Linked DNA regions of Mus musculus: regions 1, 2, 4, 5, 6 and 7 are each linked to region 3. A link is a contact called in public Hi-C, HiChIP or PLAC-seq and promoter capture Hi-C data. All regions are on one chromosome and are shown on one strand. Each heading gives the region's core, a stretch centred on a gene start, on an enhancer-like site or on the middle of the called end of the contact. The rest is flanking DNA. Distances are from core to core; before and after follow the strand shown. Region 1 overlaps Cdkal1 (CDK5 regulatory subunit associated protein 1-like 1). Region 2 overlaps 2610307P16Rik (RIKEN cDNA 2610307P16 gene). Region 3 holds the start of Sox4 (SRY (sex determining region Y)-box 4). Region 4 overlaps Cdkal1 (CDK5 regulatory subunit associated protein 1-like 1). Region 5 overlaps Cdkal1 (CDK5 regulatory subunit associated protein 1-like 1). Region 6 overlaps 2610307P16Rik (RIKEN cDNA 2610307P16 gene). Region 7 has its middle 36 kb from the start of Gm40841.

Region 1 (2,700 bases), core at 158-2,657, 420 kb before region 3:
AAAGGAAAGGTCTGACTTTGTGTGACTTTAGGGTGGCAGGAATATGTGCTTGAGCACAGGGCATATGAGAGGAGCATGGATGGGCCTAGTACTGGTTAGGACCATAAAACAGGGACTATGGTCTAGCACAACTCTGGAGTCCCAAGTCCTTTACCACATATTAGAAGGCCTTGTAGGATTTAAGTGCTCCCCAAAGGCTATTTCAACTATGTACTGTCCCACACAAAATATTATAGCCTTCAAGTGTCTGGACAACTTTCAGTCTAGCTTCAGTGGTCCCAGCGTCTCCTGGTGCCTGCCATACAGTAGTCCTAGAGGAGTTTGGAAAGCCCAGACAGACTGCATAGGTTTTCCCAGGCAGGCCAGCCAGTTGGCTGCTTTTTCCTGTGCCATTCTGGGAGCTGCAGCAAAGGTTCCTGTCTGCATCTGTGATAAACAGCTCTCCTAGAGCGGCCACAGACCTGGCTAGATTTGGCTTCAGTCCACAGTGCAATATTGTGCTTGGCAGCTGAAGCCATTATGGGAAAGGGGGGGGAAAAATCAAAGAACTCTCGCACCAAATTTCCTTTTGAGAAGGGCATTACTGATCAAAAAGTAGTGTTCAGAACTGATAATTGCTTAGATTAAATGACTGTGTCATTTTTTTTTATTCATCTTCTGGCTCAGCCCTTACCCCAGAATAGATGAATATTAGAATTCATTGAGACTTTTGGTTTTTTTAGCAATCACTCTAGAGAAATAAGTTTGTTTGCTTATTTGGTTCAGTGGGATCTTTTATTCTTGGTTTAAATATGTGCAAAAAAAAAAAGTCCCCTGTCCACAAGTCCTGTCTGTCTCCCCGTGTTGAATTTCATGTATTTTCACACTTGTCTGTCATCCAAAGGAAGCACAGAGACGAGGTCTGAACCAAGACTCTCATTTAAATTGCATGATGTGTGCATGTACGTGTGCACCCAGCTAATTACAGGTTGCAATAGAATGTGGTAGGATTTCAATTTCGCTTCATTATGTCTCAGACAGGGACATAACATTGAGAAGGAATTGCTAGGCTGGGGGAAGAGAAGCACATAGGTAGAAGTAAGTTTCTTTCAATGCAGACTTTTAAGGGGGATGGGATTTAGTTTGGGGTCTTGTTTTGTTTTGTTAGGTCAACAAAGACCTCTTTCGGTGGGAGTCCTATCAGATGGATAGCAGGACTTGCTTGTGCTTAAGAAGATCCATTGCCCCAGCAGAGAAGACTGAGAGTGCAGGTGTCTGGTCCTGCAAGTGGATTTTTCCCCCTACTGCCCAGATGCTTGGCTAACAAAGCAGAGGCTCTCCAGCTCTGGTCTCAGGGTCTCCCGGAGCTAAGCCTAGAAGCAAGGGAAAGGAAGGATAGCAGGAGAGAATAATTGCTATTCAGTCTTCTTTAATGAGATGTATGGCCCGCTGCTGAAAGATTGTGGCTGTGTCTTTTGTTATGCTAATTAGACACCATTAGAGCTTGGCAGTCTTTGATTTCTGCTTAATCCTCTCTGCTTCCTCGGCCTCAGTCCTGACTGGCAAATGGTTGGCAGATAGTGGGCTGTGTCTCACCACACTTGTTATTTATCACTCCTGTGTACACTGACTTCTCTGGTAGAGAGGTGGATAATAAAAGATTTATTTTACCAAAGCCGGTATGTGTTTTGGGCATTCTTTTTTTTTGGCTTAAAGTTTTTTGTTTTTTGTTTAAGTTTGGAAATGAGCATCCCCCTCTCTGCCTTTTTTAAGTTCCTCTGCTATTGCTGTTTCTGTGGCCACTTTTTCAGTCATAAAGAATATGTGACAGTTTGGATCATCTTTCTCCTAGTCCCAGGATGTCCCAAAAATCCCAGTGTAAAATCTCAAATTGATTACACCCTAAAATGTTAGGGAAGCTGTAATTTGGAGGGGGTTGGAGAGACGCAGGAATAATTTAATGGCCCAAACAACAATCGAGCCTGTCTTTACAATTTGCAGATACAGCTGCCTTCTTATCTAAGACTTACCTGAATGGCCCTCTTCTGAATAGTACAAGGGGTGGTGTGACCTGTGAGAGTCTCTGACAGCATCACAGTGATCTAGAGTACCCATGTGCAGGAAAAACTCAGGGTAAACTACAGATTTTTTTTTTAATTTCCTGCTAGCCATATTTTTTAAAATGTGCTCAAGTCCCCGTTCCGTGTGTGTGTGTGTGTGTGTGTGTGTGTGTGTGTGTTCCTAAATTCATGAATATAGCCTGCTTGATCTATATAATGTTACTTGTGTGCATATATTTTCAGGGCTAACCATTCAGTATTGGACAACCCATCCCTTCCTGTTCAGCTCATGAGACTTCATGGGTGTAGCTTATGACACTTCTAGGGAACAGAGTCTCTCAGAAAACTGCCCGTTCTGGCTCCTACAACCTTCCTGTCCCCTCTTCTCCAATGATCCTGAATCTTAGGTGTAGAAGTCGTGCTATAGATATCAGTTGGGACTAGCCTCCACAACTCTACATACCAATTGGGGGTGGTTTTCCATGGTTTTCCCTCTGTTGCAAAGAGACGCTTCCTTGGTAGGGATGAGAACTACACTTGTCCAGATAGACCTGGAGGAGGGTCCCCAGTACCACCTTTTAAAAGTGAAAAGAAACTGGTACACTTAGACTTAATCTTATATATAAGTCAGTTTACCAAAAGTGGTGTTTTAACAAGAAAA
Region 2 (2,700 bases), core at 134-2,633, 470 kb after region 3:
ATAAATTTTGCATTCAGAGAAATGTACAAATCTTACAATTTAGTGGCGTTCTCATATGTATGCATTTTTTTTTTCACAATTTGAGATGTAAAATCATTTCCATTGTCCTTGAAAGGCCTCCTTTCCTTTCTGTTCAGTTCACTGACCTTCATCTCCCAGAGCTAACTTGCTCTGATTGGCAAGTCAAGTAGCCTGCTCTCAAAGTTCAGATGCATGGAGTCGCTCAGAGTGCTCTTGCTGTAGCATCTTTTGCTAGATAGATTTCTATGTGTTAGAGATCTTTTTTCCTCCCATCACTGGGAAGTGCTCAGTTGAGTCAATAGGCCTTGTCTTTTCTTCTAAATGCAGAAAAGCCATATTTGTTTGTCCCACATAAACTGTAAAGAAAAGTTTAAAAATTTAAAAGTATGAAATATAAGACAATAAAAACACACCTCACATGCAAGCTCTGTGTGTTTTATGGACAGTTTGAGGCAATCATTTCAACTGCAGGCCCATTTACAGGCTTCCAGGTTATTTCTTCTCCTGACTGCTCACATAAATGTTCCCATGAACTGAATCACCATAAAGACACAGCCCATCTATGTCTTCCTCTGTCTCTCTCCAACATCCAGCCCTTTGCTTGGTCTAGTGGTATAGCTTGTATATTGAATGCGCCAAGTATCTGCCTTTTGTCTTGGGTATGGATGTGCCTAGTGAAAAGTTTGTTGTTTGTTTGTTTATTTGTTTTTCCTGTGCTATGGAAACAAAACACATGCTTTGCTTTAGCGAAAAAGTTTGCAGTTCCCGTTTTGTCATAAGGCTTTTGTTTAATACATGAGCTGACTTATCCCAATTTCCTGTTTATATAGAATAGGATCACGAAGAAAATGCACATCATCAGAAACTTACAAAGGATTTCTGTTTTATACATTTAATAACATTGTTAAAATTTACTGACTTTTCATTGAGAAAAACAACTTCGAGTGACGATAATATCCACATGTTCACACACTCACTCTTACATCATTGTCTTTGGGTAGACAAGTCTGTAACTCAGTGTGTGGAAGACAAGCACCATTTATTTTCATGGTGGCTAAAGAGGCGATATCTGTTTTATACAATTAAAAGGCCTTGGATTTGTGTATAATTTTCATTACTCTTGGGATTTCTGTGTTGAACCAAAGGTCATTATTCTAATCATCTCAGACTGTCTTTCCCCCCCTAATAGATCTTTGCAAAGCCCATCTGTCTGCAGCTTGTGGTATAACCTTTCTTGATAGGGGCAGGATGGCAGATGGACAGCAGATGGGAGTTTTGCCCTGTTTTGTGGTTCAGAGCTTGGCCCAGGCATGAGCTGTCAGGGACTGTCAGTTTGTCCTCTCAGCTTGTGGGCTTCGTCACTGCATTTGGCATTTAAGCTGCAGCCTGAATTAATGCGGAGCTGGGCCAGTTATTAGCCATTGTGAGTAGTTAATGGTGATGGCTATCCATTTATGTGGAGGCACCTAGTGAGTCTATAAAAAGAACTTGGTGGGAAATGTTCTTGCCACTTCATTGTGTGCTGGATCTTCAGGACCCCAGAGTCAGCTGTTTGCCAACATCATAGCCGCATAATTAGGGAAATACCACAGTCATATGGGTACTTTCCTTTTCCTCCAGGGTAATTCATTTTCTCCAGAGTTTTGTACGTAGAATCATGTGGGAAAGCAAAAGAGAAGTGTGGCCAGACAGTGGTAGGATGTGTGTTCTTGTTTAACTTTTTGGACATTTTCATATTCTGGAATTCTTCAATGCATTGCACAATGAAATGGACTATTGATAATATCCTGGCTATAGCAAATGTAATTGCTACATGACCACAGCATTACAAGGTAGTTCCTCAGATAGTTAGTATTTCTTGAAGGGGAAAGAGTGTCTGTCAAAAATATTATTTCGCTTTTCCTGCACACTTTTAAAATTTATTTATTTTATATGTGCACTTCAATTTTCTGCTTGGCAGGTGACACTTTATCGTAGATAGAATCCAGATTGAAGCAAACAGATGCACCTGGAGAATCTCTGTAATGGAGGCTAAGCGCTGGCAGTGACCGTGAATAAAAGACAATCAGCGGTCAGGATTGAAGCTGGGGGTTTTGTTATTTTGATTGGTTCATTTTCTTTCTCTCTGAGTTTTGGCACATTTATATTTGATACTTGGTGGCGCTCCACCTCAGTTTTGACTAAGAACTAAGGACGTTTATGTAAGCAATATGTAACTACAAATGTCTAAAACAATATCCCTAAAAGGTTGAATCCCGGCAATGCCCGTCACCGCCCACTTACCATGCCATTGAATTCAGCTCAAGTACTGAGCTTTGGTATGGCATCGAATTTTTGCTGTTTCAACATGTAGCTTTTCTTAGTTCTGAGGGGGTCGGGATGCTTTTTTTCAATAAGAAACTAATTACAGTGCTCCAAATGATATGAGTAGCACTGGACCATTGTGTTCAAATGCATTATATTTGCATTTCATTGCATAGATTATAAACATATATTTTAGATAGAATCTCTCTACATAAAATTTAAAGATAATATATATGATAAATATATATCATAATGTAATATGTGATAAATGTTTGATATATATATATATATATATATATATATATATATATATGAATACATACACACACACATATGAGAGACCTTTACATTCTATACTATAACCAAGTCTTAGAA
Region 3 (2,700 bases), core at 119-2,618:
TCCCACCTTAGTCTCTCGAACATCGTGCTGCTCTTACTAGAAGTGGCATTTGCATTAGGGAGAACTCGGAATGTGTGTTAGAATCCAGAGGGCTCAGGACACACATCCGTGGTTTATAATCACACACTCACCGGGCACTAACACAAGCCCTCTATAAAGCTCACAAGGTTCCCAAAGCACAGAAGAGGAGGACAATGAGACCCAGAAAGAAAGATCAGGAGAGGGACTTGAGATAGGTCCAGCAGCCCACTCCCCTGTGCCACCCCTTTCTCTTCTTGGTCTTTTAGGCCCAATTGCTTCAAGTAGCACAGACACACGGGAGACAATGGGTAAGAAAGAGAGGGGGAAGGAGAGCACATAGCGAACCCATCTATCCTTTGGATATTGTGGAAAACAAACATTTAGAAAGTGAAGTCAATCCCATCCTGTATTCACCATGATCGCCCTATACAGAAATCACACAAAGTCTCTTATTGAGGTAATTATGGGCCACTGCCTTAGCGTTCCACAGAAAATCTTGTTTGGCCTACCCAGGATTTATAGGGGAAGTGAAATCATTAAATAACTAGTTAACCTCTGTTTGGCAAAAAGAGTAAGTAATTACTGAAAAGGGGAGAAAGAAAAAAAAAAAAAAAACCCTGCCTTTCACAAACAGCACAGATAGCATCCTGAAGGGATTTACACAATACACCAACGTTTGTTCTGTACCCAGAGTTGTTAAAATAATTGTGATGACAGGTGTCTAGGTACCACTTTCTTAATGGTTTTCAATATCCATTGATTTATTATTGTGGCTCCCCCCACTTACATCTCTAGCTCTAAGAAGGGGCTAAGAAAAGAGATTTTGCACCAAAGGCTGATTCTTTATTCCTGGGCTGAAAAGAACTAATAAAAATAATCACTCGGCTTTTAAGCAGAAAGCTTCCATTTACAGTATTTCACCCTTACCCCCCCTCCAAGCCCCTTGTTATCTAACATAATGGCTAGAATACATTTCCGTCTCTCCCCTTAATAACTTCATGCATTAACATCCTCTTCACACATGCGCGTGCGTGCGCGCGCGCGCGCGCGCACACACACACACACACACACAGAGGCAAACGCGCGCGCACCCAGCAAAAGGCGGAGGTGGGGGGGAAAGAGGCAGCAGAAATCTCAGCTGTACTTCTAGCCCTTTTAAAAAGTTTGCTCTGTAAATTGGAATGAGGTCAGATTTGGAGCTTCTCATTGCACGCGGAGATTATTATTGCATCGGGTTCCAAGCCAATGGGAAGGACGGGGGAGGGGCTTGGCACGAGGAAGCGTTAGTTACAGCGGCTGATTGGCTGTCTGAGAAAGGATAAAGAAGCGCGAGGCGGAATTGGGGTCTGCTCTAAGCTGCAGCCAGAGAAACAGAGTGAGGGGAAGAGGGCCGTCTCCCTCCCGGTTTCCAGTTCTTGCACGCTGTTTCTTAGAGAGTCTGCAGTGGGGGAACTCTGCCGGTAACCAGCTCCCCTTCTTGCAGGAGGGAGGGAGAAACATACATTTATTCATGCCGGTCTGTTGCATGCAAGCTTCTTGGCTTCCTACCTTGCAACAAAATAATTGCACCAACTCCTCAGCGCCGATTCCGCCCACAGAGAGTCCCGGAGCCAGAGTCGCTTTGGCTTTGCACTGCAGGAAAGGGACTTAGGCGCTAGAGACGATGTCGCTTTCCTGAGCTACCGCGAGCTCTCGTGAACTGCAATCGACTGCTTCAGGGAAAGGGGTGGGGGAAAGACTTGCCCCGGAGGCGGCGAGAAACTTGCGTTTGGAAGATACTCCGGCTACCAACGTTTGGAGAAACTCCTCGCCGCGGCCGACTCCAGCCTCGGTGCCCGCAGGGAGCACTTCAGCGGTGAGGGAGGACGGAGGGCCTCGGGGACTCTAGGTTGGCGGCGGGAGGCGGCCGCCCCTGGCCCGCGCGCCGCTCAGGGGACCCTGGTCTCCGCCCCGGGGAGCCCGCAGGGCCCGGCGACCGCGCCGCGAGCGTGTGAGCGCGCGTGGGCGCCCGGCAAGCCGGGGCCATGGTACAACAGACCAACAACGCGGAGAACACTGAGGCTCTGCTGGCCGGGGAGAGCTCGGACTCGGGCGCCGGCCTGGAGCTGGGCATCGCGTCCTCCCCGACGCCTGGCTCCACCGCGTCGACGGGCGGCAAGGCGGACGACCCCAGCTGGTGCAAGACGCCCAGTGGCCACATCAAGCGGCCCATGAACGCCTTTATGGTGTGGTCGCAGATCGAGCGGCGCAAGATCATGGAGCAGTCGCCCGACATGCACAACGCCGAGATCTCCAAGCGGCTAGGCAAACGCTGGAAGCTGCTCAAGGACAGCGACAAGATTCCGTTCATCCAGGAGGCGGAGCGGCTGCGCCTCAAGCACATGGCTGACTACCCTGACTACAAGTACCGGCCGCGAAAGAAGGTGAAGTCGGGCAACGCGGGCGCGGGATCGGCGGCCACAGCCAAGCCAGGGGAGAAGGGCGACAAGGTCGCGGGCAGCAGCGGCCACGCGGGAAGCAGCCACGCGGGGGGTGGCGCGGGCGGCAGCTCCAAGCCCGCGCCCAAGAAGAGCTGTGGCCCCAAGGTGGCGGGCAGCTCGGTCGGCAAGCCCCACGCTAAGCTGGTCCCGGCGGGCGGCAGCAAGGCGGCTGCATCGTTCTCTCCAGAGCAAGCTGCCC
Region 4 (2,700 bases), core at 83-2,582, 500 kb before region 3:
CCTTTTAAAGTATACCAAAGGACCTGGGTAGGCTAAATAGGCTCAATGCAATTGCCACCACCTTTTGTATAATGTACTTGAGCATCTGTACTTCTTTGTATCTTTGGGAGTCTTGCAACCAATTCGTCAATAGTGCTGGAAGACAGATGCTGGAGATTATTCACGTGGTTAGGGAATTAGCTGGTACTTCTGTAAGAGAAAACACTGTAATAAAAAAAAAACTGTAAACTATAAAGGAGTTAGATTCTTCTTTCCTCCTACCTCCATCTCTGGCTTCTAGGTAACATCCATCCCTCCCCCTGTCCCAGCCGAAACCTGGTGGCTTGTGTATTCCCATGAGGTGACAGTAGAAATTCTATAGGTGGAAGGACACTGGATATGGTTGAGGGCAAGCAGATTCCAGTCAGCATCTAAACATAGTTGCTATTTTTGTTAAGCAAGTAGAACACTGTCAGTAACGTGGCTTTGCCCTCCTGAGAAGAGTTTAAAAGTGTCTCTTTGGGAAAGCTGGCCAGCCCAGTACTAAGAAACACTGTCTATAGACGTTCTAGAGGTAAGCCATCTAGGCAGATCCCTGCATAGAGAACTTCACAGCAAGCTCGAGTGTGGTCTTGGAAGTGCCAGTCGCCGTTTTCTGTCCCTTACTTTTGAGCATGAATACCATTTGTGGACTGTCAGACATCTCAGAAAAGTTAATAGCTGATAAGAAGCAAAAAACTAGTGTCAACAGCCCAGAGTGGTTAGGAAGAGAAAACAAACAGGACTCTGAGTGGAGGAAACAACGCTAGGAACTACCATCAATATTAAACTCATGACACAAGATGCAGGCACCATTTGAATAATACTCTAGAAGATAATGGGGAACTCTTGAAAATACAAACATGGTAACAAAAGAGGAAAATACCATGGAGTTGAGACAAAGTAGAGAAAATGTACCTAGAAAATAGAATAAAATGAAATTAGGTAGAAAATATTGTTAGAATATTCAACATTCAAATAACAGGCATTCTAAACAGACTGAAGATAAAAATAATGAAATAATTCAAAAGTACTTCCAATGACTGAAAGTGGCCACCACAGGCCTGAATCATGAATCTATTACAGACTTAAACCATGGTAAGGGAGAAGAACCAGCTCATGTTGAAAGGCTCAGGGATCAGAGTGGCTCAGACTTCTGGACAGCACCCAAAGACATTCAATGACCAATGCTTAAGAAAAATGCTTCCCAGTCTATGACTCTGTGCACTTATCAGAAAGCTTTTAAAGACAGCCTGGGCATCATCAAATAAGAGAGTGGGTGAAGGAAGAGGACACAGGAGAAAGGAAGCATATGGCTTAGCACAGATAAGAGGTGAACAGACCTCCAGTATGCTAAAGGAGACAGCTGTGTGCCAGACCTTAAGAGCAGAAAGATCAAATAAAACCAACCAGAGAGCTTTAAAAGAATCTTCTTCCCGAGATGAAAAGGGAAGGGCTGGGGTTATAGTGTGCTTGCCCAGCATGTCCCAGGTCTAGGACACCATATCCAGCTCCAACTCCATCCAAAAAAAAAAAAAAATGTATTTCACAAATCTAACATTATATTGCCGTCTAAATCACGAAAAGAAAACCACGGTCTGTTAGCATTGTTCTGAAAATCTTCAGTTAAATATTGCCAAGTCAAAGTCAAAGCATATTACAAAGATTGGACATCGTGACCTGGTGGAACTGGTCCCGGCCATGCAAAGCTGGATTAATAGTTGTAATTTAATGATTGTGATGCAAGCAGCAGTGGAAAAAAATACAGGAAGAATTGTGATCATCTCAATGACAAAAGGCATCGGACAAGTTCATGGATTCTTCTTGATTAACAAGAGCTACTTCGAACTACCAGCAATTTATGAGTTCAAATAGAATCCTCAATATAATGAAGGCTACTTATAAAAAAAAAAACAACAACAAAACCCACCAAAGGGTGGGGGGGGAGGGCAAGTCTTGTAACAGAAAAAAAAACTAAGCCTTTCCCTCAATATCTGCTGCATGACAAAGATGGCTACTTCTGTCATTTTCTATGTCACTGAAAATGCTAATGAATGATCAGACAAGAAAAGTAAAGACATAAGACAGAAAGAAAGTTTTTGTTTAAAGATGATGTGCCCTCTGTGTGAAATGCAGTTATAAATCCACAAAGTGAATACACTCAAGCTGCTAACCCACCGCAGTGCCATATGAAAATACTGACCAAGCTGGAAACAAAAAAATCAGGAAAAGTCTCTTTTTATAACAATATCAGAGATAGTCAAGAATAAAGTTAGACAATGAAGTGAAAGATGTTGGTAGAACAAACCTACTTAAAACTTCAATAGAAGAAACTGAAGAAGATATAAGAATCCAAAGTTCATGAGCCAAAATAATTAATATTATTAAAATGACAATATTCTCCAAAGATTGAAAACTATCAGACACAAATTCAGCACAACCCTTGTTAAACCCCTCATGGTATTCTTTACAAAAATGGAAAAACTCATTAAATAATTTATGTGGAATCACGAAGACCCTGAATAGCCAAAGCAATTCTGAGAAAGAGAGAGGCACCACATAGTCTGTTTTAAAATTGTATTATGAAGTTTTATTAATAGCAACATTGTCATGTTGGCTTAAAAGCAGATTCCTAGAAGAATCAGACAGAAGAGAGTTGAAAGATAATTCCAAGCATATGGT
Region 5 (2,700 bases), core at 38-2,537, 480 kb before region 3:
GGCATCCTGTGGAGAGGGGTTGCCTTGGGCTCAACACCAGGGTCTGGCTGTCCATCCCTGCTCATCTCCTGCTGCTCGGATCACTAGAGCTCACCTCTTCACGCTGCCATGGTCTTGATACGTACCCTACCCCTGAACCATTTTTTCCACGTCTGCCCAGCCTTCTCTATTATACTCATAAACCCTATTCATCCCCAGGCAAGTTTCAGATGTGTTCACTCGCTTTGGTAGGCCCAGAATTGTATGCAGGGCTCCCAGAGTCTGCACATTGGAACACAAGGCACCCAGCTTAATCACAATTTCAGGTTAGCATAAGTATAATTGCAGATGTTCCGTGTATTGCATTGTTCAGTAGTTGCACTAAAGCATGCATTTATTGTTCTTTCTGAAATGGATATCAAGCTGCACATCTTGTCTTCACTTGCCAGCATGCGTCCCACACGGGTTGCACATTTCATTTGGGCAGGTTGAGTCCAAACCGACAAAAGAACAACACTTAACATAATGGAGTAGAATAACACTGATTTTCAGGGCCTGGCTTATGCATCAAATTCACTTGCTGATCCTGCAAGGTCTTGGGTTCTGTTCCCAGCACTCACCCTGGGCAGTTACAACCATGTGAACTCCAGCCCCAGGCTCTCCACTGCTCTCTCTCTTCAGGTCTCCAAGGATACATGCAACCCCACCCCCAACATCTGTACATAGTTAGAGAGAGGGGGGGGAGGGAGGGAGGGAGGGAAGGAGGGAGGAAGGAAGGAAGGAAGGAAGGAAGGAAGGAAGGAAGGAAGGAAGGAAGGAAGGAAGGAAGGAGAAAAATTGATTTTCGGACCTTCCCTTCCTTCATTTCCTGCCAAGAGAACCAAGCGACAGATGTCAGACAAAGCCTATCAAGCGTTTACTCATGTTTTTTTAAGAAGAGAAAACAACTTGCTAAACTCGGACTCTCGCAGAATTTAGAAAAACATTAACCTGGAAGGTCTTTTTGAAAAGTTCCTTGAAATTATAAGGAGAAATTAAATTAGAATGTGCTGATATTATGTTTTCAAGAAAGGTGAATTTTAACCAGCTCCCCTAGGATAGTACACTTTGCTTCTCAAAAGTGTAGCTTGCCATAAAATAAAATTAATGACTTACTTTCAGCTGTTTATTTTATTGAGATGTGCTGAAAATCCCTGATACTGACCTGTCACAGGCATGCATTGGGGGAGTGAGGGCTCCTGCCTGCCAGTGCCGTTAGTGACCTGTCACAGGCGTGCTCTGGGGAAGTGAGAGCCTCCACTCTTGTGCTGCCGTTCTGAGACTGCTGGGAGTCCTGGAACTCGTGGTGTCTGGGTTGATACTCTTGTGGGAGGGACTCCCCAGGCCTGGTTCCTCTTTCTCAGAAAATTATTAAGTGACTGAAAGGCCCCATCTGTGGGCCATATTAAATGATTGCCACCTTTGAGGTTAGATTCTGCATTGCATGAAGCAATTGCCAGAATTCTGTCTAGAGATAATAGTGAATAGAAAATATTTCCATGGGCCAGTTGCCTAGTCCCTTTGGGGTTTGTTTTACAGTATTAAGAAGACATAATTATATGATGCCTTTATGGCACTTTTGAAAGTGTGCATGTTAGCACTCTTTTGGAGGGTGTAGGAGAAGTGAAAACAATCTCACTATATAGCCCAGCATGGCCTGGAGCTCCTGGCAATCCTGCCTTAGCTTCACAGGTACTGGGCTTACACTAGTCACAGCTCCCATTGTCTTCTCTTGAAATTGGAAAACTAGAGCTTCACCATCTGAGAAGAAAAGAAGTTCCAAGCTGCTGCTGGTGATGGTAAGAGTTTTCTGTGTCAATGTTTGATCTTTAAGGTATCTTTTAAGGCTTAAATGTATCTCTTCTTAAAAATATTTTTATTGAAAAAGTTTTCATGCAATATGCTTTGATCAAACCTCTAGATGTATCTTAAGTGCAAATATCATTACAAGAATTGTAAAGACTCAAGTTCTTTTGTATATAAGTGTGTTCCATTTTAATCATTGGAAAGTATTATAATCTAGTGATTTTGCAGGAAATAAAGTTCTATAATCTAATTTGGGCTTTTAAAGCTACTTATTTGTCTTTATTATTGTATTTGTCAATGTAATATAATATAAAATGAGAATTTTAAGTGAGGCAGCAGAGGTTTGGAGTCTGTGCTGCCCACCCTTTCTGCCCATTAGTAACTACAGTCTCCTTCTGTTTTCTGTTACCTCACATTCTCTTGCCCTGCAGGCTTGTTCTCTTTCCCTGTCCATAACTCAGATTCCTGTTTTATTAGTATTTCCCCACACAGTTGCTTAGATGGTCTGGCTTATTGCCTTCCTTTGTATTCCTGCTGGGGATGTCATTTGTGAGCCCTGCAGCACAGGGCATCGTAGCCTTGATTTCTGCTCTACTGGAGAGGGTACCACGGGCATTCAGCAGTACATGTGTCCGTTTTCACTGCTGAGAGCAGCCTGACAAGGCCATTGGATTTCATACGTCTGCTGTTCAGGAAAGAGTGGGTATTCTCATCCTGCTAAATTCTTACTCATCCTTCAAGACCCAGATTGATTCTACCTCTTTCTCCTCTTGCCTAGTACACATGGAAAGTTTTCTCCTGGAACTGTAACTTGTGTGTGCCTTTGTTATCTTTAGAGACCAGATGTGACACTTGCAATCCAATGGGACCTAGGGG
Region 6 (2,700 bases), core at 91-2,590, 410 kb after region 3:
CTAAATAGGAACAGAATGATGTTTGCACACAGTGGGTGTATACATATAGGAGCAGGATGGTGTGTGCACACAGTGGGTATATACATTTAGGAGGAGCATGGTGTGTGCACACAGTGGGCAAGCACATATAGGAAAAGCATGACTGCACAGGGTGCAATATTGTGCATGGTTCACTATCACCTGGAATATTTGTGCTTATCTCATGCTGATAAGGGGTTCTGTAGCAACCAAAATTCATTGAATTTGCCTGGATGTGCAGTGCCACTGTGAACTGCAGTGGCTGAAGCTACAGAGGAGTAGCTGGTGCAGTAAATCAGACTCTGGGGTGGGCATATCCTAGGGCACCACGAGGAGCTGTCTGAAAGGCAGAGGGTGGCCTCCGGGTGCCAGTCAGGTGTGGTGAGACACATTCCATTGGTGCATTGGAAAGGACAGGCTGATCACAGCAGGGCCTGTCACAGTCTGCTGAAGCAGGACCTGTAACCCAAGTAGCAGGAGGAACTTTTATTCAGCCTGTGGAGTGATGCTGTGAAGGAATTGAAACCCTTCAAGAGCAGAGCTAAAAACAGTGGGGGGAGAGGAAGTGTAATTTGCTGTCTTCCAGTTTCCTTCAGATCCCGCCTGCTGCTGACCTGTTAACCATCTCAGAGCCTGGGCCCCACATAGACTGGGCATCCCCACAAATCAAGGCAAGCTTTGATTTCATTAAAATTGTATGCCCTTTTCCCTTCTGCTAATCCAACTCTTGGGCCTTAAAAACAAGCTGCTTTTTTTTCTTTAAGTTTTGAATAATTCTAGTGTTTACACAACCAAAATTTAGTATAAAATTTTAAATTCCTGAAACACAAAATGTAGCTCAGGATCCTTTCCTAGTGGCCTGAGAGTACAAATCAAACACACACTCAAAGGTAAGGCAAAGAAGCTTCCAGAAAGCGGAAATACTTCTGTCAAGTAGGCACCTAGTATCAAAGTGGGTCAAAATAGCTCAATGTGTGGACGGGCATAGCTGAATCTTTGCTTACACACTTTCCCCTAGCCCTTTCTACATAACACTTTCAAGAAACTCCTCTGAGAGATCATGCCATCTTCCAGCAAAAGGTGGTGAGTGGACTTCAGTAGGCACTGATGGGAAAGAATCCAGTGCTAAGGGTGTGGGTAGACCTCATGCAGACCCAGGTCCGCCCAGTCACTCGATAACCCTGAACTTGGCTGCCTCACTCTTTGCTGAGGTCCCTCAGGTGGCCTCATTGTTTTTATTACCATGGTAGAAAGAGTATGTGAAGCCTTGCCTGGCTGGCAGTCTCGTTGCCATGGAAACCTCCATTCCACACACCTGATTCACACATCACGCTCCGCTAAATCCAGACAGAGGTCACAGACTGGCATTTGCCCTTTGTCTCCCCTTCTTGTGTTTTCCAGGCACTGAATGGATAGAAAGAGATGGGCAGTCAGCAGCCTTGCAAGAAAGCTTTGCTGTGAAGAAGTTTGTGAATTCCAGAAAAAAAAAAAAAAAAAAGACTGGTAGCTGTGAAGGGCAAAACGGGGGGGGGGGGGGGGGGAGGGGCGGGGGGGTTTGCTGGGGAAGACTGTGTACATCGAAGCTTCTCCTTGCAGGCAGCCTCTGTCCTGGGTTGCATCTGAAAGTGATTTTCTGGGTTCCCGGGTGAGCGTGGAAATGAGTCTAGCAGATTCCGGAGCTTTGGCTCCTTGGGGGGTTTTCTGTCCCATTTCACTGAGTTGCCTGATAACCTCAGCGCCAGGGTGTGTGCGTCAGGATTGCAATGTGGGCTGAGGCGCACATTAGCCACAGCTGTCTATTAAGAACCAAACGATCTGATGATCCGTCTCAGAGCCTGGTTTTTCTTTGTGTCATCTATAATATTTTAGAAGGCAGACGCCATCTGTAGGATGTTCTTTTTCAGGAAAGTTACTGTGTTTGAAGAAGGCTTCCAGTTTTCCTGGGATGGTGATTATTAGTTTTTGCTTGTGTTACTCATTTGATAGATTTAGAGAAAAAGAGATGATAAAAAAATCAGATCATGAGCCTTTCTCTGTGAGAATTTCTTCTTTGTGCTTTGATTCGTAATCTTTTGATTCTTATTTGTTTAGGTAGCACAGGGCATTGAACATACTAGGCAAATGTTCAATTACTCAACCATATCCCCAGTCCTTGATTTTTTTGTTCCTAAGGTTAGATTTTAAAGACAACTTTAAAGAGAATCAAAAAGGGCATTCACAGGACATGACATCAGTCGCCACACACTGGGGTTCAGGTATCATGTGTGATTTATGGGGTATCTCAGCAGAGTCATAGCAGGGGTCTCTGCGTGTGTTCATCTCTGCTGACTTACTTCCCTTTCCTCTCATTGATTAATGCCCCTCCATTTTGGTCAGCCTCTGTTGACAAAGTACCCTCTAGCTTCAGCAGTACGCCGGACCTGGGTTTCAAATATCACTTCCCTATATCCTTGAGCACACTACTTTTATTTTATTAAATTTGGTTTATTAGTGTGTGTAGGAAAATATTGCTGTGACAGTAATCATAAACTTTAGTGTCAGTGTAGTGCTGCTCTGTATCCAGGATGAATCCTGTTATGCTAGATTATTCCAGAAACAGCATTTGCCTGAAGGAATACTCTCACCATCCAAATAATTGCCATTTTCCTGATTTTGCTTATGTGGGGATATGTGCAGCTTAGT
Region 7 (2,700 bases), core at 91-2,590, 500 kb after region 3:
AGGTATACAGTAAGTAAGCCCATATTTTTGTGTTCTTGTAGTGGAAATCCTTTTTATTGTGCATTTTATATTTGCCATCATTGGACACAAACATCACTTTTAAAAAGTGTTCAAATGACATCCACTGACTCGTAATGTTAGAAAAATGGCTGCAGCATGTATACCATTTAAAATGATTTTTGGCATACTTGGAAGAGGGCTCTATTGCTGTGGTACTACCTCCCAATCACAAGTATCTGAGTTCATATAATAGATATCTACCTAAAAGTCAGGTTCCATAGTTGGAGCCTTTAATTCTAGTGTTGAATTGGGTAGACACATGCAGATCCGTGGAACACATTGGTTGGCCAGGCTTAAGGAGTCCATAAACTCAAGATTCAATAAGAAATCCTATCTCAAAAATAGGATGGAAGACACTCAAGGGAGACATCTGATGTTGGCCTTTAGCCTCATACACATGTACAGACATCTACACATACATGTATATACATCACACACAGAGACAGACAGAGAGACAGAGACAGAGAGAGACGGAAAGACAGAGAGAATATAAGTTTTCCTGGTATTTGTTACTACATTGGGAGACCACTTCTGATAAGAAGCCCAATTGATTGAACAGTTTTCCCCATTATTTGTTCAGTAACTCCATATCCTTAGGCTTCACATCACACTCTTTTTCTCCTGATAATGATTGCATGGTACAACCTATATTAAAAAAGGCCTTTACCAGTGTTTAATAATTAAGAAAGTCCCTGTATTTCACACAAGTTGTTTGTAATCAACTTAGGACCGAAACGGTGTATAACATTACTCATTTCTGGGATGATAAGAGACCTGTGAACACCTTGTGAAAGAGAGTACAGGGCAGACAGGAAGCATGCACTTGGTGTGAGAGCTTCCTAGTGGCTTTGTTAGGAGGGCCTTCGTATTCTTTTTATGTATTTATGTGTGATTATTTATTTGTGATTATGTATTATATGTGATTATTTTTCCTGATTCTTCCATTTCCACTTCCCTCCTGCATTACTGACATTTTTCCCTTTTATTTTTGACATTTTTATGCCAAGAAAATGGTGTTAACTAGGTATTAACTACACATAGCAGTATTCTCTGACTATATGAGTGGAGTAGCCTTTAAATAGTTCTTCATTTGGATCTAAAAATGAATATTTACTGAAAACTTTCTCTAGTTCATGTAATTTGTTAAAAGAATTGTAGGCACCTCAGATTTTGGCGAATGTGTGTTCTCTGATGAGGAAGTGACTGTCCCTCTCTGTGTCATTTCCTAGTTCTGAAACCTTGTTGACACCAAGCTCCTTTGTAAAGGAGTCAACAGAAAGGTCTTTGATAATGTCCCTGACTCATTATTAGTGGACATTGTATGTCTGGCTGGCACTTTTTCCCCTGTGTGGTAAAGTCAGCCTCATGTGGTGTTGCACAACCTTCCCTAACTCCTGTGCGTCAATGAGAATCAAAGGACTCCTTACAATGAAAAACAAAAGCTTGGCTTGGAGTCCCCAGATGAGCAATCCCTGAGCAAGACATGGGACTTAGATTCTACAGTCAATGCTCATCATCATTCTTTGTGCGAACTTGTCTTTTGTAAAAGTATTCTGAAATTTTTATTTTGTTTTTTTTTGGGGGGGGGTGCGGGGACAGATCTTGAAATTCTGTTATTCCTGATCTCACCACCCTTCTCTCCGCCCATTCCCACTCTTACAAGTCCCTCCACCCATTATCCCTGTAGCCTTCAGACAAGTGGAAGCTCCCCTTAGGGGGCCACACCACCCTGGAACCCCCAGTTGGCAGCATAGACACACATAGAAGCATAGAAGCACATCTTATACTTGAGGCTCAATGAGGTAGTCCAGTTAGGGGAAAGAAACCCAATAGCAGGCAGCTGAGCCAGAGACAGCATCTTCTCCAATTGTTAGTGGACCCACATGAGGACCAAGCTGCACATCTGCCACAAATATATAGGTGGCCTAGGTTTAGCCCTTGAATGATGCTCTTTGCTTGGCGGTTCAGTCTTGGTGAGCTTCACCCCCTAAGAAAATCTTTACTGTAGGGACTCTTTACCTATGGTTTCATTTCTCTCCGTGAGGGAACATTTGGAAACAGGTTGGATCAGGATAATTTTGTAGGGAAGGCACTGGGTAGTCAGGTAGAAATCCTATTCAGGCACTTAGCAGGAGGACCAATTGTTTCATCCATTATCTAATCTCTGAGGTGGAAATAACTATTTTCCTCACCGGAATGGTAATGTGTTAAAAAAAATTAAAAAGCCATGGTAGAGCATAGATTCCAATTCAGAAAAAAAGGTTCTACTGTTCCCTTGGTTTGTTTGAAAAGATTTATTTTTATTTGGTTTATATGTATGTGTTTGTATTTGACACTCTGTAGGTAGCTGTACAGATTAGAAGAGAGCGTGAAATTCCCTGGAGCTGGGATTATACAAAATAGTGCTGCACTCTGAGTGGTTGCTGGCAACCAAATTCAACTTCTCTTGAGCTTCTCTTACCCACCGAGCCATCTCTCCTCTCCCGTCAGCTTCTCTTGAGCTTCTCTTACCCACCGAGCCATCTCTCCTCTCCCATCAGCTTCTCTTGAGCTTCTCTTACCCACTGAGCCATCTCTCCTCTCCCGTGGGCTCCTATTCTTAGGGGCTGGAAGAGTTCATGTCTATTGCTTGTGAGAAGG

What was found. Promoter capture Hi-C pulls out the DNA fragments that hold promoters and counts their contacts. Hi-C and Micro-C count contacts between places; a contact is called where the count stands out from the background. HiChIP or PLAC-seq counts read pairs in DNA pulled down with a chosen protein or histone mark.
Region 1: a contact with region 3 is called in an H3K4me3 HiChIP or PLAC-seq map of embryonic forebrain, with 6 times the contacts expected there. The contact joins the enhancer-like site here to the promoter of Sox4 in region 3. A contact is called at or near these places in 4 of 39 promoter capture datasets (the 3T3-L1 cell line, 3T3-L1-derived adipocytes and liver), 2 of 15 datasets of contacts at CTCF or cohesin (large pre-B cells and pro-B cells), 21 of 484 Hi-C or Micro-C datasets (the HL-1 cell line, Sertoli cells, brain and 13 more), 24 of 115 datasets of contacts at active chromatin or transcription factors (the 230-238 cell line, the SCID.adh cell line, astrocytes and 17 more) and 1 of 9 other capture datasets (pancreatic islet).
Region 2: a contact with region 3 is called in a Hi-C map of cerebellum, with 2.1 times the contacts expected there. The contact joins the enhancer-like site here to the promoter of Sox4 in region 3. A contact is called at or near these places in 2 of 39 promoter capture datasets (3T3-L1-derived adipocytes and liver), 3 of 484 Hi-C or Micro-C datasets (cerebellar granule neurons, cerebellum and granulosa cells), 18 of 115 datasets of contacts at active chromatin or transcription factors (the SCID.adh cell line, astrocytes, bone marrow-derived macrophages and 14 more) and 3 of 9 other capture datasets (adipose tissue, embryonic stem cells and macrophages).
Region 4: a promoter capture Hi-C map of the HPC-7 cell line shows a contact between it and region 3, with 4 times the contacts expected there. The contact joins the enhancer-like site here to the promoter of Sox4 in region 3. A contact is called at or near these places in 2 of 39 promoter capture datasets (the HPC-7 cell line and liver), 1 of 15 datasets of contacts at CTCF or cohesin (the NIH/3T3 cell line), 3 of 484 Hi-C or Micro-C datasets (cerebral cortex and uterus), 10 of 115 datasets of contacts at active chromatin or transcription factors (acute myeloid leukemia, craniofacial prominence, embryonic basal ganglia and 7 more) and 1 of 9 other capture datasets (adipose tissue).
Region 5: a contact with region 3 is called in an H3K4me3 HiChIP or PLAC-seq map of embryonic limb bud, with 3 times the contacts expected there. The contact joins the enhancer-like site here to the promoter of Sox4 in region 3. A contact is called at or near these places in 9 of 39 promoter capture datasets (the 3T3-L1 cell line, the HPC-7 cell line, HPC-7-derived erythroid cells and 5 more), 1 of 15 datasets of contacts at CTCF or cohesin (pro-B cells), 4 of 484 Hi-C or Micro-C datasets (brain, granulosa cells, neural progenitor cells and 1 more), 19 of 115 datasets of contacts at active chromatin or transcription factors (the 230-238 cell line, T-cell acute lymphoblastic leukemia, bone marrow-derived dendritic cells and 14 more) and 1 of 9 other capture datasets (adipose tissue).
Region 6: a FOXA1 HiChIP or PLAC-seq map of pancreatic cancer cells shows a contact between it and region 3. The contact joins the enhancer-like site here to the promoter of Sox4 in region 3. A contact is called at or near these places in 19 of 39 promoter capture datasets (the 3T3-L1 cell line, 3T3-L1-derived adipocytes, the C10 cell line and 13 more), 1 of 15 datasets of contacts at CTCF or cohesin (large pre-B cells), 55 of 484 Hi-C or Micro-C datasets (the 3T3-L1 cell line, 3T3-L1-derived adipocytes, the AML12 cell line and 32 more), 30 of 115 datasets of contacts at active chromatin or transcription factors (the 230-238 cell line, the NIH/3T3 cell line, the SCID.adh cell line and 23 more) and 4 of 9 other capture datasets (adipose tissue, embryonic stem cells, macrophages and 1 more).
Region 7: a Hi-C map of muscle stem cells shows a contact between it and region 3, with 2.6 times the contacts expected there. The contact joins the enhancer-like site here to the promoter of Sox4 in region 3. A contact is called at or near these places in 4 of 39 promoter capture datasets (the 3T3-L1 cell line, cranial neural crest and liver), 1 of 15 datasets of contacts at CTCF or cohesin (pro-B cells), 1 of 484 Hi-C or Micro-C datasets (muscle stem cells), 21 of 115 datasets of contacts at active chromatin or transcription factors (the NIH/3T3 cell line, the SCID.adh cell line, T-cell acute lymphoblastic leukemia and 17 more) and 2 of 9 other capture datasets (adipose tissue and macrophages).

What each region holds. Positions count from the first base shown.
Region 1 is chr13:29,369,843-29,372,542 of GRCm38.p6, reverse strand. The region is part of intron 13 of Cdkal1 (CDK5 regulatory subunit associated protein 1-like 1); the gene reads left to right. Among named protein-coding and RNA genes, the nearest start is that of A330102I10Rik, 350 kb to the right of the region's middle. Within about 2 kb of position 1,407, at least 68 of the 459 cell types and tissues checked have an H3K27ac peak or open chromatin away from gene starts, as enhancers often do. A contact at or near this core is called in brain, cerebral cortex, cortical neurons and 9 more, where this site is marked.
Region 2 is chr13:28,480,119-28,482,818 of GRCm38.p6, reverse strand. All of the region lies in intron 7 of 2610307P16Rik (RIKEN cDNA 2610307P16 gene), which reads left to right. Among named protein-coding and RNA genes, the nearest start is that of Gm40841, 60 kb to the right of the region's middle. Within about 2 kb of position 1,383, at least 11 of the 459 cell types and tissues checked have an H3K27ac peak or open chromatin away from gene starts, as enhancers often do. A contact at or near this core is called in cerebellum, where this site is marked.
Region 3 is chr13:28,952,367-28,955,066 of GRCm38.p6, reverse strand. It overlaps Sox4 (SRY (sex determining region Y)-box 4), which reads left to right and starts at 1,368. Exons shown (of 1, transcript NM_009238.3): 1 at 1,368-2,700. The coding sequence starts at 2,046. All of the region lies in intron 1 of Gm46405 (a long non-coding RNA gene), which reads left to right.
Region 4 is chr13:29,457,188-29,459,887 of GRCm38.p6, reverse strand. All of the region lies in intron 12 of Cdkal1 (CDK5 regulatory subunit associated protein 1-like 1), which reads left to right. Among named protein-coding and RNA genes, the nearest start is that of Cdkal1, 400 kb to the left of the region's middle. Within about 2 kb of position 1,332, at least 10 of the 459 cell types and tissues checked have an H3K27ac peak or open chromatin away from gene starts, as enhancers often do. A contact at or near this core is called in the HPC-7 cell line, where this site is marked.
Region 5 is chr13:29,429,723-29,432,422 of GRCm38.p6, reverse strand. The region is part of intron 13 of Cdkal1 (CDK5 regulatory subunit associated protein 1-like 1); the gene reads left to right. Among named protein-coding and RNA genes, the nearest start is that of A330102I10Rik, 410 kb to the right of the region's middle. Within about 2 kb of position 1,287, at least 49 of the 459 cell types and tissues checked have an H3K27ac peak or open chromatin away from gene starts, as enhancers often do. A contact at or near this core is called in the 230-238 cell line, the HPC-7 cell line, bone marrow-derived dendritic cells and 3 more, where this site is marked.
Region 6 is chr13:28,543,246-28,545,945 of GRCm38.p6, reverse strand. All of the region lies in intron 7 of 2610307P16Rik (RIKEN cDNA 2610307P16 gene), which reads left to right. Among named protein-coding and RNA genes, the nearest start is that of Gm40841, 120 kb to the right of the region's middle. Within about 2 kb of position 1,340, at least 77 of the 459 cell types and tissues checked have an H3K27ac peak or open chromatin away from gene starts, as enhancers often do. A contact at or near this core is called in the AML12 cell line, astrocytes, brain and 10 more, where this site is marked.
Region 7 is chr13:28,456,316-28,459,015 of GRCm38.p6, reverse strand. No RefSeq gene overlaps it. Among named protein-coding and RNA genes, the nearest start is that of Gm40841, 36 kb to the right of the region's middle. Within about 2 kb of position 1,340, at least 27 of the 459 cell types and tissues checked have an H3K27ac peak or open chromatin away from gene starts, as enhancers often do. A contact at or near this core is called in muscle stem cells and pancreatic cancer cells, where this site is marked.